2 separate regions of the Pan troglodytes genome follow, and region 1 is linked to region 2. The links are chromatin contacts, called in public HiChIP or PLAC-seq maps. All regions are on one chromosome and are shown on one strand. Each heading gives the region's core, a stretch centred on a gene start, on an enhancer-like site or on the middle of the called end of the contact. The rest is flanking DNA. Distances are from core to core; before and after follow the strand shown.

Region 1 (5,783 bases), core at 1,093-3,592, 140 kb after region 2:
GGAGCCCAGGCGGAGCGCGAGCGACGTCCAGACCGGCCCTCCCCGGCGCCCACGGGCGCGCACGCGCATTCCGGCACCGCCCGCCCCTTCGTGCGAGACCCTCATCCCGCCCGGGGCGCTGGGGGAGGGGGTGCGGACGTCGCTCCGCAGTCGCTTCCCGCGCGCAGGCGACCGACCCGCAGCCGCCTCCCTCGGGCGCCGTGGCCTGCCGCTCACCATGTTTCCGGAAACGAAAAGGAGAGGGCACGAGCCGCAGAAGACGAGAGCGCTGCAGCCGCTGCCGGGACCCGACTGAACGCGGCCTCTCCCGGCCCCTTCCGTTTAGTAGGAGCCGCACAATGAGGGGTGGGGCGGGCTTCCGGCGCTCCCACCGCGAGCCGACGGGAAATGGAGTCCGCCGGCCCTGCGCCGCCGCCTCGCTCGCTGGGTAACGGAGTCTTCCCGCCGGCCGGCCCCGAGCTGCAGTGCATGTAGGGAAATGTAGGCCCAGGTCCCGGGCGGCACCGCAGCGCGCAGCGCGAGCCCATTGGTCCAATTTCCCAGGAACCGCTCTGAGCCCGGCGAGGCGGCGCTCAGTAAAATGACCCGAAAACGATCCCCGACTAAGCGGCTCTTTATCCCACAGCAAAACGGCTTTCTTAAGACCCATATGGTATTATCTGGATCCCTTGGCCTGAAATTTTTGAATGAGGTTAGGGTTTTGCATTTCTGAATCGAAGCAACTATTGATTAGCCTGGAATCCCGACCTAAAGCAAAGGAAATCACAAGTATGAAGGCGTCGTCAGTCGGATAAACACTAGTACTCTGCATGTGTAAAGCCACTCTCGTCTCCTGAAAAAAGGCCATGTCCAACGTCAGTAAAACAAGAATAGGAGGAAAAGGCACAGGGGAAAGGTACAAGGAAATCTCTGAGAGCTTTGTTCTTGTTTAAAGATGTTTGGCAAAGTCATGAGGCGTTAAAGGGTAAAGACGAGGGTTTGTGCATTCAATTCAAGGCTTCTTTACATGCCTTTACGTGCCAATGGGAAGAAATAGATATTAAACCAGACTTGAACCCAGCTCTCGAGTTGATAGCCAGGTACATGGTTATTCTAACATCCGAAAAACTGAGACAAGTTCTGTGGTAGTATATGCCTTAAAAAAAAAGAAACGAGGGGGGGGACTCCGGGATGATTTTGTTGTCCTAGAACAGTGACCACAGCCTCACACTCTGCAGGAAAAGACTGGGTCGCAAACAAGTCAGAGGCAAACCCAGAAAGGGAACTGGGGGCCCTAATCCTATAAACGGAATTAAGGGTGTAAACGGTGAGCGATGCCTGGGAGTGGGGTACCTTGCAGAGCATACCGGGGGTTGTAGTCGGGGACATTCCACAGCACCGCCCCCGCCCGGACTCCCGGCGCTCCAGGTGGAGACAGCAGCTTGACCCCGCCTCCCGCGAGCGACCCTACATGAATATGAGGCTAGCGCCCCCTTTTCTGAGCCTTAGAGTTTCCAAGAGCAACGGGGAGAGGGAGGGGGGGCTTCGCAGTTACCCTGGAGACGCGCTCTCGCCCGCCCCCAGCCGCGGGATGCCCTAGATGTCCTTATTAGGACAAGAGACTCGAGGGGGCGGGGCCAGCCCGACAGCCGACTTGAGGCTCCTTATAAGGCCGCGGCGGGCGGGAGGCGGGAGCCGGAGCCCATTGGTCCAATTTAGCTTGGCTGGGGCTACTGCGCCGTGGGCTAGGCACAGTCCTGAGGGGCGGGACTGGAGCTCTGGCGCCCACCTCTCCCTTCCTCGCAGGCTGGAGACCTGCGTGTTGAGACTTCCGGCATAGCAGCTAGAGGCCGGGTGCTGCTTCAAACCCTGGCGGGTCGCCTGTGTCCAACTCAGCTATACGTGTCCTTCAGGCTTCTCAGGTTGAAGCCCTTTGTAGGGTTTCCATCTTCAACCTCCCTGAGGGTCTCCCACTTCCGATTAGCCACAAAAATGACGAAGTGTTCTCCCCTCTACCTGTGTCTGGGCTTCTTAACCCGCAGCCTGCTCCTCCGCTCCCAAACCCAACCGCGTGCCCATCTCAGGCCTCCCCAACTGCCAGGATGCCCAAGCACCTCTTACTTACAGTCCTCCTTCCTCTAGGCCTCTGACCCCCGACATTCCGAGTTCTATTTTGGGCCTTCTCGGCACGTCCCCGACTTCCTCTCCACCACACACTCTTTGCCCTGTATCCCGGGGATGAGGATCACCATCTCCTCCAAGGGTCCTGCAGCTCCTCCTGCCTTACCTTTGTGTCCTCATCCCCGGCACCCATTTCTGGGTGTCCCTCCCACCAATACGTTTGCACCCGTTTGTCTCCTAGCCCCCGCCTCTCCTGGACTCTTTTCAAGACCAGTCTCCATCTCCAGCCTCCTTCAAGCTTGAGGCTGAAGCTGACAATCTTAAGAGACCTTAGAGCCGCCAAGCTCAGGTTAGTTCGTTAAGCGCCGCCCAGCCAGTCCTCCCCGTCACAGGGGGCGCTGTCCGCCTTCCTCTCGCCTACACAAAGACCCCGCTCTCGAATCTGGGTTGACAGGAAGGAGCCGGTCCAGGCTCCGGGGGCTGGGAATGGGCGCGTCTCAAAGGCTGGCTGGAGTGGAGCCAAGGGAAAAGATCGTTAGAGACAGCGCCCCTGACCAACCACTTAGAGCAGCGCAGGGGTGGGAGGGCGGCCGCAGGCTCTCCTCTCGTTAGTGCCCCCTGTGTTTGGGGCCCCGTGATCTCAACGGTCCTGCCCTCGGTCTCCCTCTTCCCCCGCCCCGCCCTGGGCCAGGTGTTCCAATCCCGACTCCAGAACTGGCGGCGTCCCAGTCCCGCGGGCGTGGAGCGCCGGAGGACCCGCCCTCGGGCTCATGGCGGCCCCGGTCCGCCTGGGCCGGAAGCGCCCGCTGCCTGCCAGTCCCAACCCGCTCTTCGTTCGCTGGCTGACCGAGTGGCGGGACGAGGCGACCCGCAGCAGGCGCCGCACGCGCTTCGTGTTTCAGAAGGTGGGTCCTGGCGTGGCCCGATGGGAAAAGCTGCTGGCCAGGTCAGGCCTGCCCTGACCAGGTACCCTACCCCTGCCCGGCCAGGCGCTGCGTTCCCTCCGACGGTACCCACTGCCGCTGCGCAGCGGGAAGGAAGCTAAGATCCTACAGCACTTCGGAGACGGGCTCTGCCGGATGCTGGACGAGCGGCTGCAGCGGCACCGAACATCGGGCGGTGAGCGCCTCGGAAAGGGGTCGGTGATCCCCTACCTCCCCCAGGTGGAGCCTCCGTACTCTCCTGGGAGCCCTTGGCTTAAAGCTCCCCACTCCTGTCCCAGTTGCCGTTCGGCCTAGGGCTAGTGGCTGGCGCTCCCTGAGCCTCCCTCACCGGTCTCACGTAACCATCTGAGTAGGTTGCATCCCAGATCCTCGCAGCTGCCGGATTCGTGGAGTGTGGAGTTAACTCTTTTCTCTCCCGCAGGTGACCATGCCTCGGACTCACTATCTGGAGAGAACAGTCCAGCCCCGCAGGGGCGACCTGCGGAAGTCCAGGACTCTTCCGTGCCAGTGAGGAAGGGGCAAGGGGAGTGGAAGGCAAAGTGGGAGTGCGGGAGTATGATTTTCTGGCTTGGGGGATTTGGCAAGCCTGAGTCCAAATCTCACCAGTGATGCCTGGCCTTGAGCAAATGACTTATCCTCTTTTCGACTTAGTATTTTAACCTGTGAATAGAAATATTGGTAACAGCCAATGAGAGAATTCCATGATCAAGCTACTTAGGGAGCCCAGCTCAGTTAGTTACGGGGTCACCATTATTAAGTTTTCCTGTCTAATTACACCTGTCCTGCAGCGCATGGTAGAAGTGAGGCCAGGCTGGGCAGACACCCCCACCCACTGCCCCGAAACTGCCTGCTGTTTTATCCCAGATTTGCAGCGGATCATCCCATCACCTGGCCCATTTTACAGAGAAGGAAACTGAGAGACAACTGAGTGACTTACCCAGGGCCACAAAGCCTGCTGGGGACTTATTCAAAGATGACTGGCTGGCTTTCATGTTCAGAACTCCTCTGTACCTTTCAGGTTCCCGCCCAGCCCAAAGCGGGAGGCTCTGGCAGCTACTGGCCAGCTCGGCACTCAGGAGCCCGAGTGATACTGCTGGTGCTCTACCGGGAGCACCTGGTGAGCACTGGGCTACACCGCGAGGCAGAACCATGGCAGTGGGGTGGGAGGTTCCCCGAGGGGCCTGGCCCAGGCAGGGCAGGCAAAGATTATCCCAGCCACCTGAGCGGGATGAGGAGGGGCCCTGGCACTGAGCCTACCCTGTCTTTTCTACCTTGGTTTCAGAATCCTAATGGTCACCACTTCTTAACCAAGGAGGAGCTGCTGCAGAGGTGTGCTCAGAAGTCCCCCAGGGTGAGCACAGGGATCAGGGAGGACAGGCCCAAGTGGCTCTGGGGCCCACCAAAGACTGCCTTTTCTTGCAGTGGGCCCATGTGTGGCCCATGGCTGGGGACACAGGGAACATGGACTTGTGGTGGTACCAGGTGCTCTCTGAGGGTCTCTTTTCTGATCCACAGGTAGCCCCTGGGAGTGCTCGACCCTGGCCAGCCCTCCGCTCCCTCCTTCACAGGAACCTGGTCCTCAGGACACACCAGCCAGCCAGGTGGGGCCAACTGCAGGAGATACAGGAGAGCATGAGTGAACTTCTTAGTAGGGCCTTAGAGTCACCCAACAACTCCCAGAGCTGATGCTGTTGAGATTGGGGGGCGTGGGCCTTTCCTCAGGAGCCCCCACTGTTGGAGTACCTGGAGGGTGTGAAACCGCAGCAGCGGGGGCGGGAGGGTGCGGTGGTTATTGGAGGAGGAGAAAGCCTTTTCAGAGAAGATAGCATTTGACACGTTTTAGGATTTGGCGGGTAGAGATGCAGGATAAGTATTCCGAGGAGGAGGAAACAGCATTAGTGAAGACAGGAGGAAGGAAATTGTCTGAGACACACTTCTTGCAGACCTGAGAATGGCGCTGAGCAGGCCCAAGGAACTGCTCTAAGAGCCAAGAAGACCAGGAGGAGCAGGAGCCACTGGGGTCATTTGTGCAGGGCACCAAGGGGGTGGTGAGGCCAGCCCAGCTGGGGGCAGGCAGGAAAGCCTGCCAGGAATGAGTGAAGAAGGGAGAGCTGTGTTTGTCCCCTCTGCCTCCCAGGTACTCATTGACTCCAGAGGGCCTGGAGCTGGCCCAGAAGTTGGCCGAGTCAGAAGGCCTGAGCTTGCTGAATGTGGGCATCGGGCCCAAGGAGCCCCCTGGGGAGGAGACAGCAGTGCCAAGAGCAGCTTCAGCAGAGCTGTGAGGAGGAGGGCAGAGGAGGGGGGAAAACAGGGAGGAGGGGATGGGAAATGAGGCCAAAGCCCCACCCCAACCCATCACCTGCAGCTGAGCTGTGGCTGCCTCCCTACTGTGGGTGGGTGGTGGGTGTCGGGTGGCATGGGTGTGGGGCAACTGCCCTGGCACAAGGGGTTCTGGCCTCACATACCAACACCCCCCACTTAGTGCCAGTGAAGCAGGGGTCCAGCAGCAGCCACTGGAGCTGAGGCCTGGAGAGTACAGGGTGCTGTTGTGTGTGGACATTGGCGAGACCCGGGGGTGAGTGAGGTGGGGAGAAACGAGGGAGATGATCGGAGGAGGCTGGGGGGTAGGCACTGCCCTGCTCTGATCTAGGCTTCCCTCCTTGCCACTCCAGGGGCGGGCACAGGCCGGAGCTGCTCCGAGAGCTACAGCGGCTGCACGTGACCCACATGGTGCGCAAG
Region 2 (5,518 bases), core at 1,928-4,427:
ATGAGGGTGAGGAAGGGCTTCTAGAAGTAACAAACATCCCAGGTCCCTGACTGGGGAGAATGAAGACACTGACCAAGAGATGTGAAGCCACTCAGGGCTGTGCAGGGTCTGAGGATCTCACTGGGGACGGCCTCCCAGCGGCCAGCTATCAGCACGAGTTGGAGGGAAAGAGCCATGGTGGGGGTCAGTCACCTGGCTCCCAGGAATGGTCTCCCCGACTTAGGAAGCACCTTGGTGCACCTTTTCTCCTTGCATCCTCACAACCACCCAGTCAGGCCACTCAGGTCTTACAGCAGGTGACACTCCCAAGGTCCCAGCTAGGAGGACTTTGAGAATTCAAGCATTCTCAGGTCTGGATTAGAGACAGGAATCTGTCTCCACTTCCTTACATGGCTAGACACAGAGCCCGGGATGGCAAAGGAAAATCGGAGGCCCCTTCTTCCCATGAGCCATTTTCTCTGCATCCCCCGCCCATAAGCCTTCACTGGCCTCTGATCACCCTCATGGTTGACTGCAGCTGCTCCTCTCAGTGCCCTCATGCCCTCCACTGTGCTCAGCGCACGGGAAGAGTGAATACTCAGTTCTTCCTGAGGGAACTGAGGCACAGAGAAGTGGAGGGCATAGAACTGCCAAGTGGCAGGGCCATGATAGGAACTAGGCAGCCTGCCTTGGCAAGCTGTGTTTTTAAATGTTGCTTATGTTCATCTGTGACCTCTTACTCACCCTCTCCTGCTCCATTGCTTTAGGCTATGAACTCTCCAAAGTGGAAGGGAAAACAGGGACCCCTGAGAAGCCCCTCTCAGACCTTGGCCTCCTATCCTATCGAAGCTACTGGTCCCAGACCATCCTGGAGATCCTGATGGGGCTGAAGTCGGAGAGCGGGGAGAGGCCACAGATCACCATCAAGTGAGCCTGGTGCTGTCTACCTGGGGGTACATGGCATGGCTTGTCTGTTCTGGGCTTTCTCTCTCTCTCAGGGCTCCTGGGGACAGATAAAGGTCCTCAGGGAACCTGACCTGTGCTCTCCCACAGTGAGATTAGTGAAATCACCAGCATCAAGAAGGAGGATGTCATCTCCACTCTGCAGTACCTCAATCTCATCAACTACTACAAGGTAGGGAGGCAGGCAGGGGAGACAGGTGTGTGGGATGCAGAGTGCAGTCCTCTGTGGGCTGACCACCTGCTGAACCCATCTCCTCTGCCCAGGGCCAGTACATCCTCACACTGTCAGAGGACATCGTGGATGGCCATGAGCGGGCCATGCTCAAGCGGCTCCTGCGGATCGACTCCAAGTGTCTGCACTTCACTCCCAAGGACTGGAGCAAGAGGGGGAAGTGGTGACCAGACACTGCCCACTGCAGTGCCAAGACGGCAGCAGGACTGGGGCTGATAGCCCACCCCGCCCCCACTGCAGCTCCCACAAAGCACTCTAAGGGAGATGGGGCTGAGGACAGCTCAAAAAGGAGAAGACAGGCCTGGCAGGGGCCCACTGGTGCCCAGCACCAAGGCGAGCTCCGGGCTCAGACCAACTCCAAGGTCAGCTGGCCACAGGCCCAGGCCTGCTCTGAAGCAGGGACCAGAGGGAGCCAGGCAGCTGTGTACAGTGAGAAGGGATCCGGATGGGGGAGCTCTGTACAGAGGGCTGGTGATTGTAAAAATTTCTTTTGTAAAGTAGAAGTTGGGGGTGGGGTGGGTGCTGGCTGCAAAAATTTCTGGCTTCTCTTACCCCTATTGCCCCCGGCAATAAATTGTTTCTATATGCCAGAGCCATGCAAAGTTCTTGGGGGGGAGGGGGAAAGGGCCCATGCTGGCTTAGGGGCTCTAAGGCGCCCAGACTCACAGGTGCTGTGAAGAGCTCCTTTATTGGGGTGATGGAATCGGTTCCAAAGAGCTGGTTTACTGCTGTGAAGGGATCGTAGCTTTGAATTTCAAGCTCTGGTTCTCAGTCCTCGGGCACCTGTGCGTGAATCTGCAACAGGAGTCGCCTCTACTGTTGGACTTGTAAGACAGGGCGGCAAGCTGGCCCCCATACCCGAGGAAGGACCCAGCTGTTCAGAATAACCGCTTCTAGACATGCTAGGAAGAGTGGTCAGGGAGCTACGCTTCCCACACACTACCCAGTAGAATCCTCCGGGCTCCGTCTGCGCAATTGTGCTCCCCAGCCCATCCACCCGGGGGCAAGACGGAACTCCTCGTCTACTCACCGCTGCCGCAAGGCTGGGCCAAGTTAAGGCCCCACGCACTTTGGCATCCGGGCCAGGGATGGTCTCCAGACCCCACAGGGTGAAGCGGCTGAAGTTGGCAGTGGCTCCAATGAAGCGGTCCTGGGGAAGGGGCCTGGCTCAGCATCGGGACTACAGCTCCCGCCCGCACCCCCTTTCAACCCTATCCCTTTGCTCACGAAGTCCCGCTCCAGCGGCTCCTCCTCTTGGTCGTCAGTCCCGGAATCCCGCAAGGGGTCTGGCTTCCCCATCGACACCTCCTTCTCTTCCGTCACCATCACGTATCCCACGAGGCCAGGCGGCACCGCCACCTCCTCTCCCCGTAGACAGCGGCCCCGAAACGACACTTCGAGTCCTGGAGTGGGAGGCGCAAAGGGCCTCAGGCAGGACCCACGCTGGGTCGAGCCCGGAGCTGCCCTCCCGCCACCTCCGGACGGACCACGATCCCCAGGAGCCCAGGCGATGAGAAGCGCGCAGGCCGGCGCGGGGGCTGCCGGGAGCCGTAGTCTGGCCGCAGCGCTCACCCTCGGGGCCCTGGCGGATGGCGGGCGTGAAGAAGCGCCCCACCGGGGCGGGCCCGTCTACCGCAACCTCGCAGGGCAGCAGATGCAGTGTGGCGGGTACGGCGTCGCGCAATGTGGCGGAGCGCAAGTGGACGCGGTGCCTCTCGATGGCCGCTTCGTCGCCGCTCTCCATCCTCCCTCCTACGCGACGCCAGGGCTCGCGAGCTGACACTGAAGCTGGCGCGGAAAGCGCGCAGGGCCTCTCAGGAAGCCTCCGCGGGGCCTCACGGGAAGCCGCCGCGGAACTTCACGGGAAGTGTAGTCCCCTTACCCCCTAACGCTTTCCCTGGGTTCAAGTCCTAGGGTTTTCCAGTTGTGTTTTGTTTTTTTCCTTCCTTCCTTCCCCTCTCCTCTCCTTCCTCCCTCCCCTCTCCCCCCTCCCTCCCCCTCCCCCCTCCCTCCCCCTCCCCCCTCCCCCTCCTCCCTGCCTCCCTTCCTTCCCCCCTTCCCTTCCCTTCCTTCCCCCCTTCCCTTCCCTTCCTTCCCTTCCTTTCCTCCCCTTCCTTCCCTTCCTTTCCTCTTTATTTCTTTTTCTTATTTATTATTTTTTTTTTTGACAGAGTCTCGTTTTGTCGCCCAGGCTGGAGTGCCAGGCACGGTCTCAGCTCACTGCAACCTCCGCCTCCCGGGTTCAAGCGATTCTCCTGCCTCAGCCTCCGGAGTAGCTGGGATTACAGGCGCACACCACCACGCCCACCTAATTTTTGTATTTTTAGTAGAGACTGGGTTTCGCCATGTTGGCCAGGCTGGTCTCGAACTCCTGACCTCAGGCGATCCTCCAGCCTCGGCCTTCTGAAGTACTTGGATTACAGGCGTGAGACACCGCGCCCAGCCGGGTTTTTTTCTTTTATTGTTTTTAATGGCACATGTCGTTGTAAAATCTAAAACGATTCTGAAAAGTACTCTTTTTATATTGATTAGTAGGTAGGTTATTCATTTTTAGTTTATTAGGGACATCAACCCTTTTCTTAAATGCATTGAAAATGTTTTATCTGTGGTCTGTCTTGCAAACCTGTGTAAAGGTGATTTTTGCTGGACAAGGACTTATTTTTGTTGTTGTTTGTCTGGTCTTTTAGACAAGGTCTCACTCGCCTAGGCTGGAGTGCAGTGGTTTGATTGGCTCACTGCAGCCTCGACCTCCCAGGCTTAATCCATCTCCCAGCCTCAGCCTCCTGTGTAGCTGGAACCACAGGCCTGCGCCACCACGCAGCTAATTTTTGTATTTTTGGTAGAGGCGGAGTTTTGCCATGTTGCCCAGGCTGGTCTTGAACTCCTGGACTCAAGTGATCTGCCCGCCTTGGCCTCCCAAATCACGCTGGAATTACAGGCGTGAGCCACTGCACCCAGGACAAAGACTAATTTTTTGTAGTCAAATTTATCAACATTTTTCAGTCTTTTAGATTTCACAATTTTCTCTCTTTGGTTTCTCAGCTCTTCTCTAATGTTTATTTGTTCAGACACCCAACTTAGATATATTTTTTCAAGTTCTCACATAAAACAAACACAAAACTGGAAATTTAGATTTAAATTGCGTTTAATTTATACATCCCTGCACATCTGGGAGCTGGTCTTGGTATTCTGTTGAATATAAACAATTTCAGAGAACATCAGCATCGGACAAGGTCATTCTGTGACCGTGAGGGAGCAAGACAGAAACAGAACCACTCCATCGTCACATCTGAATGCTGGCAAAGGTGAACACTGTCCAAACCACAAAAGGCATGAAACATCCCTCTTTCTCCCATAAGAGAGTGACTGTTGTTTCCTTACCAATTACAGCATTAGCCTCCAACTAATCTTCTCTCCTTCTGGGCAAGACTCATTAAGACAGTCCGTCATAGACATACCCCCACCTCTGGCAGCATCCAAGCCAGAGAGAAGCCTGGCTTCCCTAAACCCTGACTGAAATCACTGAACATGGGCACAAATCCTCCTATAAGTCCTTTCTAGCACCCTCTTATTGAAATTCCCCAGAGTGCAGGAGTAATATACCCAATTTGTTCAACTGCAGATGTATTCCTGGTGCTCTTTCACTAGAGTGGCAGATTAATTTAGAAAAAGGCTTGCTTTAGTTTTCTATCAGGAAAGACATAATTCAATTTATTCACATCTCCTTGGATATCTGTACAGTTGTGAGGTTTTGTTCATATATAATAGTTATTAATACATATTGTAAAGTTTATTTCTTCCTAGCTTATATTAATAATTGTTTCTATTAAGAACTGAGGGGCTGGGCATGATGATTCACACCTGTAATTCCAGTGCTTTAGGAGGCCAAGATGGGGGAGGATTGCTTGAAGCCAGGAGTTTGAGACCGGCCTGGGAAACATAGCAAGACTCCGTTCCTACAAAGAAAAAAAATTTTTTAAACATGAGTGGGGCACAGTGGCATGTGCCTGTAGTCCCAGCTACTCAAGAAGCTAAGGTGGGAAGATCATTTAAGCCCAGGAGTTTGAGGCTGCCGTTCAAGTCACGATTGCACCACTGCACACCAGCCTGGGTTTACGGAGGGAGACCCTTTCTCTAAAAACCAAAATTGGGGCTTTTATTTTTTTCATTTTATTTTCTGACTGATTTTCTTTTTAATCTATAGCAGGGGTTGGCAAACTTTTTCTGTAAGGGGTCAAATAGTAAATATTTTAGGTTTTGTGGACTTTATGGCTTCTGTCGCAGCTACTCAACTTCACCGTTATAGCATGAAAGCAGCCATAGACAATACATAAATGAATGAGC

What was found. HiChIP or PLAC-seq counts read pairs in DNA pulled down with a chosen protein or histone mark.
Region 1: a contact with region 2 is called in an H3K4me3 HiChIP or PLAC-seq map of stem cell-derived excitatory neurons, with 4 times the contacts expected there. The contact joins the promoter of CFL1 here to the promoter of RNASEH2C in region 2. A contact is called at or near these places in 1 of 7 Hi-C or Micro-C datasets (stem cell-derived neural progenitor cells) and 1 of 1 datasets of contacts at active chromatin or transcription factors (stem cell-derived excitatory neurons).

The regions. Positions count from the first base shown.
Region 1 is chr9:68,184,169-68,189,951 of NHGRI_mPanTro3-v2.0_pri, forward strand. It overlaps CFL1 (cofilin 1), which reads right to left and starts at 2,343. Exons shown (of 4, transcript XM_054661407.2): 1 at 2,105-2,343. It overlaps MUS81 (MUS81 structure-specific endonuclease subunit), which reads left to right and starts at 1,589. Exons shown (of 18, transcript NM_001280496.1): 1 at 1,589-1,901; 2 at 2,342-2,449; 3 at 2,792-3,005; 4 at 3,090-3,219; 5 at 3,466-3,551; 6 at 4,063-4,161; 7 at 4,327-4,395; 8 at 4,560-4,645; 9 at 5,182-5,322; 10 at 5,527-5,619; 11 at 5,717-5,783. The coding sequence starts at 2,871.
Region 2 is chr9:68,044,364-68,049,881 of NHGRI_mPanTro3-v2.0_pri, forward strand. It overlaps RNASEH2C (ribonuclease H2 subunit C), which reads right to left and starts at 3,178. Exons shown (of 4, transcript XM_508559.8): 1 at 2,747-3,178; 2 at 2,402-2,577; 3 at 2,205-2,324; 4 at 1,844-1,969. The coding sequence starts at 2,918. The coding sequence ends at 1,943. It overlaps KAT5 (lysine acetyltransferase 5), which reads left to right. Exons shown (of 13, transcript XM_001170139.7): 11 at 747-906; 12 at 1,033-1,114; 13 at 1,207-1,764. The coding sequence ends at 1,341.